Regions from separate parts of the Pan troglodytes genome. Here region 2 is linked to region 1. A link is a contact called in public Hi-C data. All regions are on one chromosome and are shown on one strand. The core of a region is the stretch at or near the end of the contact, and the rest is flanking DNA. Distances in the headings are between cores, read along the strand shown. Region 1 overlaps KIF6 (kinesin family member 6). Region 2 overlaps DAAM2 (dishevelled associated activator of morphogenesis 2).

Region 1 (4,441 bases), core at 1,413-3,912:
TGTCATTTCCAACAACATGAATGAAACTGGAGGACATTATGCTAAGTTAAATAAGCCAGGCACAGAAAGACAAATAGTGCATGATCTCACTTATGTGAGAATCTGAAATAGTTGAACTCATAGAAATAGAGGCTAGAATGGTGGTTACCAGGGGTGGGAGGTCAGGAGAGGGAGATGTTGGTCAAAGGGTACAAAGTTTCAATTAGATAGGAGGAATGTTTTTGAGATCTATTGCACAGCAGTGTGAACACAAGGAGTAATAATGGACATTTCAAAATTGCTGGGAGTAAATTTCAAATGTCTCACCACAAAAAAAATCATGGGTGAGGCAATGAATATGTTAATTAGCTTGATTTAAACATTCTACATTGTATACACATATCACAACATCACAATGTACCCCCAAAATATATATAATTATGGCTTTTCAATTAGAAATAATATTAAGAGAAGCAAACAAAAATACCAAAAATGGTTGAGTAATGAATGGCAAATTTCCTCTCTCTGCTTGAGCTGGGACATCGATCTCCTGCCCTTGGACGTTGGCACTCTGGCACTCAGGCCTTTGGACTCAGACTGGGACTTACATTTTTGGCTGCCCTGGTTCCCAGGCCTGCAGGTTTGGACTAGAACTACAGTTAGACTTTCCTGGGCCCGCAGCTTGCAGATGGCAGATCATAGGATTTCTCAGCCTCCACACTGAGTGAGCCAATTCCTTCCAAAAAATCTCTCTCCATATGTCAATATATTTCCTATTGGTTCTGCTTATCTGGACAACCCTGACCAATACACAGGGTGAATGCTCTTTTTGCTAAACCAGAGTTGCTATTGCAGGCTGGCACCAGGGCTGACATAGAGTCTTCCTCTGCCCTCCAGAATGGTTGGTGCGGGAGCCTTAAACCACTCAATGGGTCTGAACCCTTGGCAGTTGGGAACTGGCAGGGAAATGGTGTGCAGGCTCCTCCTCACTCCCAGCCTCTCCCTTGAGCATGGAAATTCGGCCTTAGCCGAATTTAGACCTCATGTCACTGAGGATGGCCCTATATTCACAATCAACTGTGGATTAGAATTAAGTGGTGAGACACACTGTTGATGGTTTTATAGAGTTACCTGAATTCTTTTGGAACCAACTGAGATGTCATCTCAGCCTTAGAGGGCAGCTGCATCCTTTATATCCTGCCTTATTTCAAGGAGTCAACAATTTTATTTCTGAGAGGGTGAAAACATCTGTAATCCATCCAAGCTCTCCCATGTCTCCGCACCAAGGTTGCGAGTGTTTTCTGCATGTCTGAAGGAAGCCTGCCTTCACAGAGGTAATACTGTGACACTTGAGGGCTGTGGAGTGCTAGAGATTCATCTGTTCATTCAACAAGCAGTCAGTGAAGGCCAGCTAAGCCTCAGGAACTGTGCCCGGCACTGGGCTATCATCTGGTCCAACCACGTCATTTTACGGATGTAGAAACCTGAGCGCAGAGCCCCTCAGCTGCTGGCACATCTTTAAGGCAAAAATGTGATGCCTAAGTTTCACTCATTCATTCAATAAACACTTATGGAGGACCTACTGCGTGACAGTCACTGTGCTTGGTGTTGGGGAAAGAAAGACAATCTGTCCAGTGGGGGAGACACAGACTAATCATCACTGTCTAGTGTGACTAGCTGCATCACAGAGGGATATGCAGAGTTCTGTGTGAGCCCAGAGGGAGCTGAGATAGCTCTGGGGAGGGGAAGTTTGGACTATCTGACTTTGGAAATGTTTTAAACAGAGCCATGATATCGGAAGAAAGAAGATATATTAAAAGCTGCAGAACTCTTTCTTCAAATACAAGCTTAATGGAAAAAAAAAAGATCTGAAGTTGTTTTGGTTGAATTTGAGTGGGCGAGAATCCCAAAGCTGCGCTGTTTGCACAGTGGCTGTCCTCACCCTTGCCTCGTGGTCCTGAAGGGGCTGTGGAGACCATCTAGGTTGCACAGAGCACATTTTGCAGACCACTGGGCTAGAGGATGCTGGAAGATCCCCTTCCATTGTTTTCTCTTTTTCTTTTTTTTTTTTTTTTTAAATTTGCTGTCTCCCAGGCTGTAGTGCAGTGGCTCACAGCAGTCTTGACTTCAAGGAATCTTCCCGCCTTAGCCTCCCAAGTAGCTAGGACTACAGGTATGTGCTGCTGTATCTGGCTAATTTTTTAATCTTTTCTAGAAATGAGGTCTCGCTATGCTGCCCAGGCTGGTCTCCAACTGCTGGCCTCAAGTGATTCTCCTACCTTGGCCTCCCAAAGTACTGAGATTACAGGTATGAGCCACTGTGCCTGCCCTGCCATCCCCCATCCCCCCCATCCCCCCCATCCCCCCCCAACCCCGGTTTCAGTTCAGTCTCAATCAGTGGTTCCTCTCCATATCCTTGGATTCCCAGTTTCACACACTGGATCATGCTAGGTGCTCAGTGAAATCTGGGGAATAAATGGTTGACAGTCTGGCCTTTTGCTTTCTCTTAAATTTGTTGTCCCTAGGTGCAGAACTGCAAAAAGCATTTCAAAACTCAGTCTTTACCAATTTTACATCAAATGGGAGAAAGTGGCATCAACAGCCGAGGCCTGTCTTTGAAGAACAACAGGGATGCCACAAGAGGTCACTGCAGGAATGCTGGTTGGGGGAAAAGAGCCCTCTCAGAGGACTAAACTAGAACAACGCAGTGAAACAGGGAGCCAGCAGCTTCAGAGCCTCTCTCCAACCCGTAAGGCCCTTGCAGGGGACTCAGAGCTGCCTCTGCCTGATTTCCCGGGTCAGGTAGTGAAACACCAGCCAGTGGCAATCCCAGGGCTCCACGTGGCATCACAGTCAAATGGCTTGTTCTTGGGGGCTGCTTTTGTTCAAGGAGATCTTTGTTCCTGGGGCAGTGAGAAGAGGGAGGAGGGAGGTGGAAAGAGGGGTAGTGCCCAAGAGGTAGTATTCGTGGGGGAATCTCAGCCATCCTTTGGAACTTGTTGATCTTAAGTTTAAGATATTTTCTTTTTTTAATTAATACTATCAGTATAACTATCTTCTATAACAGTATATGAAACATGCTCGCTGTCGAGGAAATGGGATGTTCCAGTAAGCTCTGTTTTCACAGAAGTTGGGTCAAGGGGTAAACGCAGAGAAGCGTAAATGCAGAGAAACCCCCATCCCGCACACAAACACACAAACCACACACACATATAACATGTACAACATATCCATACCACCAACACACCACACACACACACAAACCCACAAACCACACACATACACACCACACACACAAGCACAAAACACACATACAACACATACAACATATCCAACATACCACATACACACATACCACATGCCACATATACATACAATACATACAACATACCCACACTGCACACATACCACATATACACATACATACAACACATATCCATACCACATACACACACACCACATGCCGCATATACACAGCACACACGTACATACACAACAGACACACGCATACACACACCCCAACTAACCCAAACTATTTCCCACTCTTCTCTGTGGTTCAGAATCCTGCCCATTCCTCAAGACTCAGCCCAGGCCTGTGGTCTTGGTGACAACCCCCCAGGGCCACTCCTGCTGGTAAGAACGGGAAGTTCTCATGGCCTGTCCCTCTCACCTGACACATTTCACATGCTGCTTGGTAGTGTGATGTATCTTTTAAATTTTAACCACAGGCACCTGTTAAGGGTTTTGATTGTGAACTGAACAAGATCCAGCCCTGATCAAATATTGCTTAGAAGAGATATTTGAGAGAGAGGCCACAGCCCACGTTCCTGGGGCTGGATTCTTCCAGTTTTAGTCCTGCTCTGTGTGGCCATCAGAAAGCTGAGTACCCGGATCCTATTATCTTGGCCGCTCACATAAACGCTTTCAGTGAGCTATGCTTTAATGTCAGGCCTCTAGCTTTTATAGAGGGTCGATACAAGAATCATCTGGTTGAATAACATTTCGGTATCTTTTGTAAAACTGCAGTTGAAGACATCGTTCACTGTGTCACTCAGTGTCCTTTATACAAGGATCCACACGATAAATTCTGGCTTGTATTTAGTTCCAGGAAGAAATTCTATTTTCTGCAGATAAATTAGTTAGTATGCTTCCTGCTGTCAGAAAATGAAAACTATGTAACTCTGGGTGCCTCTTTTTTTTGCTTAGCAGCTAGACAAGAGAGAGCCAAATTTATTGCCTGTGTGTTGTAATTTGCTCAGCTGTGGAGTCCAAAAGCACTTATGCCTTCTACTTCTTTTAAATGGACTTATTTTATTTTATGCTCAAATGTCTCATTGTGCTTTTGCAAAATGTGTGAGTCTGGAAGTCACCTGGGGAAGCATTCATCTGGCCATTGACTTGGCCTATTTATTGCTTGTGCTGGCTGCTAGGGATTCGAAGATGAATTCGACTGCACCCACCT
Region 2 (4,458 bases), core at 1,302-3,801, 510 kb after region 1:
AACTCTTATGAGCACTGGCTCCTGGGAGCCAATTCTCCACCAGTGGGGTTGAGGACAGAGGAGTGTGTGGCAAGCGTACCAGGCTTGGTGATCGCAGGCCACCTCCTCATTTGAGAGTCTTTCTGCAGGACAGGACTCTGGCCCAGCCTACTCAGGCTCCAGGGCCCTGAGGTGAGGCTGGGATGGGGCCAGTCAGGAAAGAAGGTTATGGATTTTGTACAAACTGGGTCTGGGGCCTCCCAGCTTGGTGAGTTGAGAAGAGTTAAGACTGAAAGACCCCCTGTCCTGTCCCCTTCACCTCTCTGAGCCCACACAGTCCAATCACCTGCCTCCCCTCACTCAGTGGGCCGTCTAGTCTCTGGGACTGAAATCCCAGCAGCAGGACTGGAGAGACCCCGGAGGCCGTATTACCCTTGTTGCCTCTTCTCTCAGTTGGTTGTGGGGCAGGGGAGGTCCTGGGAGTCATGGTCTTCTCTGTGCCCCATGCGAGTTTTGAGTCAGTAGCTTCCACTCCATCGGCGTCAGGGAGAACAGAGGTGCGTGCTGTGCCTCTTCAGTTCCCCTTGCACATCAAAGGACAGATGAGGGGCAGTGAGCAAATTCAAGGGCACTTGCTTTTCTCTGCCTCAGTAAACACAACTTTCTGGAGCTTCCAGATTGAGTTCATTTGTGACTCCTCCTCTATTTAGAAAGGTGAACTCATCCCAGGATGGAGGAATGTCCTCCACCCTCTCTGCAGGTTTTCAGCAGAGGAAAAGGAAGAACAGGCAGCAAAGCCTGGGGTGGGAGAACTCAGGGGTTTGGTCTGCCCTAACTGGGGAGTGGTGGTCGCACTAGGCAGATGGGAGGAGCTGCCTGATCTCCGCTTCGTTTGGCTTCTCCGTGAGTGCATGTCTGCTAGAAGCAGCTCCTGTCTAGTGCCACTTATGGGTGCCTGTCTACAACCATGGGTCTCACTGGGACGAAGTGGACAGTGTAGATGCTGAGGGATCCCTGTGTCTGTCATGCTATTTCTGGGTCCCCAAATGTCTTGGCTAATGTTGTGCATGTTTAATTCTCTGTTGGCTGTGGCTGCTGCCTAGGAGCTGATAACTAATCCTTCTCAGCAGGTGAGTTACTCTCGGGGCTCTGACCACTCCAACTTTTAACTGCTGTCCCGGGCTGCTGCTCTGTACTGGGCCTGACAGAGAGGACTTGTCCATTCCACTTTCTACCTTATTCCCCATTCATACAGGGTGGTATGGGAGAGGGCCCCCAAAGAGAAAGAAGAAATGTAGCAGAGGGAGGTAATCAAATAGACCCCTGGCAGCGGTGGAGGTCAATGTCTCCTGGAATGAGGAGAAGGCTTCTAGGTCTACTGTCTTACCCACCAGGCCAAAGGAGAGCCTTTCCTGTAAGGACACACAGGGTAGGCACGACACAATTCACAAAGATAACCATGCAAGGCGGCCCCTGAAGTTGTGCAAGAGGGACCTCCCAGAGGAAGAACAGCACACTAGACAGTCTCCTGTCTACCTCGCCAGGGGCCCAAGAGAAGGAGTGGGGCGGGATCAATGATTTCTCCAGAATCCGCCTGCTGGGACTCAGAGGAGAGAGTTCTGCTTCAGTTTCCATACCTCTGAACTTGTGGATGCTCTCTACCCTGGGCATCTTGGGCTGTGCCTGAAGTCCCTAGGAGTCAGCAACTGTTCCCTAGGGGGGTTTGCAACCAGGTTCTCAGCATAAGCCAGAGGAGGGCCTCTGGGTTGGGCAGTGGGAATGGGAGTTGATTCTGTTGGAGTCATGGTAGGTTATGTCACATTGCCCAAAGCCACAGAGATCAGTCATACCCTGACCCACTGGCACAGCCCCTTCCCTCATTGCCCAGAGTGGATAATTTCTAAAAAAAAATCTCTAAAAAAATAAAAAAAATAGGAAGGGGGGCTCCTCGGTGTCCTTCCCCAACCCATTGGAGCCTATGGAAAAGTCCCAGATACCTTCTCTTAAAGTTAGCTATTAGCCACCCTCCTCTCTCTCCTGTCTTTTTCTTCCCCCTTCCCCTCACACCAGGAGCATTCCTGGATTGGTAGGAGGTGGCTCTTGCGGGGCGGGTAAGAGGAGGATTAGGGAACCCACACCTCAACTGTCCACTTGACTTGTTGGTTGCAGAAAGAGCTGGGCTCCACTGAGGACATCTACCTGGCTTCCCGCAAGGTCAAAGAGCTGTCGGTCATTGATGGCCGGAGGGCCCAAAACTGCATCATCCTTCTTTCCAAGTATGTGCAAAAGAAGGTGGTTGAGTTGGATGCCTGGGGGACAAAGGGGGTGGAGGAACGGAGTGGTGGCAGTCTCGGGCCTCTCCCTCTCTGCTGTCCCCTGGGAGGGGCAGGCATTGATCTGGAACTGTCTCTCGGGAACCTGCCTTGAGCAGCAGTTTGGGGCTCTGCAGGCAGGAAACTGCCCAGTCACGAGGCCCTTGCCCAGCCTGGTCAGCGTCTGGCAGCTGAGTTGCTCTAAGCCCACGGAGGGCCTCGCTTGGCTCAGGCCATGGAGCAGCATGATCTCAGCCCCTAAGCATTTCCCGCGGCTGCAGAACAAACAGGGCAGTATCTGCGCTAACAGCACAGCTTCTGTACGGGGGGCCTCCTGCCTGAGCAGGGTCAGAGGGCACCACCTCCCATACTATTCTTAGTGCTGCCCCAGCCGCCTCTGAGACATCCTCCTCCCTTTCTTCTCACAAGCCCCCAGGCCTCAGTTTCCCCCACTTGATGGTGGAAAGAGTTCTGAATCCCCAGGGTTCCTAATGGGGGTGCATGTGGAGGGGATAGGGAAGGGCTATGGGGGTGTGTGGCTTCTCCCTCTCCCAGACAGCAAGACTGATTGGGACAGCTGTGTGGGAGCTGAGGCGCTGTCAGAAGACTGAGAGCGATTCTGTGTTCTGAGAATGAAGGCAGCAGGAAATTGCCCTCTTAGTGGCTTGCCGATAATCCTGTCCTCCCGTGGAGATGCTGTGCATTTTTTAAGCATGAGGAGGAGGAGAAGGATCAGGAACCCTTTGCCCTGTCCCTTTGGTCTACATTGAAGACATCTCTTTTACTCCCAAATGCCCCTATCAGCTCTGATGGATTATCAAGAGAACAGAGACCCTCACGTCTCTATTTTGACACTAAAATGCTCATTATCAAGTTTGTGGACTGAATCATACTAGTCTAGTCTAAGAAGGCTTTGTAGAGGAGGTGAGGGGGGAATACTATTAAATATATTCCCAAGTCCTGTTAGGGAATGAGGGAAGGCGGAGGTGGTACCTTTTGGAGAAGAAGGTTTGAGGGCTGTCCTGGATTGAGGTGGGGTTTTGCCTTAGGTTGAAGCTTTCTAACGAGGAGATCCGGCAGGCCATCTTGAAGATGGATGAGCAGGAGGACCTTGCTAAGGACATGCTGGAGCAGGTGAGGACCCTCGTGGGAAGGAAGGGGAACTGAACCCAGCGGGCAGCCACGCCCCTTCCCAACAGCCCCCAGGAGGCTGCGATTCTTGGGTCAAGGAGAAATCAGGCTGGAAGAGTTAGGGAGAAGGTTTATAGAAGCCTCCCTGGGCCAGCCTTTCTTGGGGAAAGCTGGAAAAGGCTAAGTGTTCTCCAGGAGTCATTCTCCCATCTGACTCCAAGGCAAAGTCAGATGAGGAAAAGTGACATCTTCCCCAAATCTCTTCCCTCTCAGTTTTTTGGATCCTTTGGGAAACCTAGAAAACACACAAAGAAACATCATCAATTGGACTTCATTACAGTTAAGAACTTCTGTTCATCAAGGGCATGGTTACTGAGTGAAAAGAAGACAAACCTTAGAAGAAGATATTTGCTATACATACCTATAACAAAGATCATATTCAGAACAAAGAACTCTATAAATCAATGAGAAAATGATGAAATCAACTTAAAAATGAGCAAAAGACTTGAAGGGGTGCTTCATGAAAGAGGATTTCCAAATAGACAATAAGAATATGAAAAGGTGTTCAATATGATTAGTTATCAGAGAAATACAGTCAACCACAATAAGGGGGCACCACACACCCACTAGAGTAGCTAAAATTAAAAAGACTGACAATGCCATGTGCTGACGAGGATGTGAAGCAATTGGAATTCTCATTTGGCACAATTATTTTGGAAAACTACTTGGAAGTACACTCTACAGCTAAACATATACCTGCCCTATTGCCTAGTAATCCCACTCTTAGGTATAACTCCAGGGAAATGAGTACAAATACTGACTAAAATAAATACACAAGAATAAAGTTGACCCTTAATAATGTGGGGGCTGGAGGCATTGACCCTCCATGCAGTCAAAAATCCACATGTAACTTTTGACTTCCCAACAACTTAGCCGCTAATTGCCTACTGTTGACCAGAAGCCTTACTGATAAGATAAACAACCAATTAACACATATTTTTATGTTACATGTATTATATGCTGTATTTTTATAACA

The links. A called contact is a pair of places that touch in the nucleus more often than the background predicts.
Region 2: a Hi-C map of stem cell-derived neural progenitor cells shows a contact between it and region 1, with 4 times the contacts expected there. The contact joins two enhancer-like sites. A contact is called at or near these places in 3 of 7 Hi-C or Micro-C datasets (induced pluripotent stem cells and stem cell-derived neural progenitor cells) and 1 of 1 other capture datasets (stem cell-derived neural stem cells).

What each region holds. Positions count from the first base shown.
Region 1 is chr5:45,267,814-45,272,254 of NHGRI_mPanTro3-v2.0_pri, forward strand. The region is part of intron 15 of KIF6 (kinesin family member 6); the gene reads right to left. Among named protein-coding and RNA genes, the nearest start is that of KCNK16, 53 kb to the left of the region's middle. Within about 2 kb of position 2,663, at least 9 of the 24 cell types and tissues checked have an H3K27ac peak or open chromatin away from gene starts, as enhancers often do. A contact at or near this core is called in stem cell-derived neural progenitor cells and stem cell-derived neural stem cells, where this site is marked.
Region 2 is chr5:45,775,045-45,779,502 of NHGRI_mPanTro3-v2.0_pri, forward strand. It overlaps DAAM2 (dishevelled associated activator of morphogenesis 2), which reads left to right. Exons shown (of 26, transcript XM_016955401.4): 16 at 1,083-1,109; 17 at 2,149-2,255; 18 at 3,341-3,425. It overlaps LOC104006832 (a long non-coding RNA gene), which reads right to left. Exons shown (of 2, transcript XR_008548482.2): 2 at 3,536-3,717. Among named protein-coding and RNA genes, the nearest start is that of MOCS1, 48 kb to the right of the region's middle. Within about 2 kb of position 2,552, at least 10 of the 24 cell types and tissues checked have an H3K27ac peak or open chromatin away from gene starts, as enhancers often do. A contact at or near this core is called in stem cell-derived neural progenitor cells and stem cell-derived neural stem cells, where this site is marked.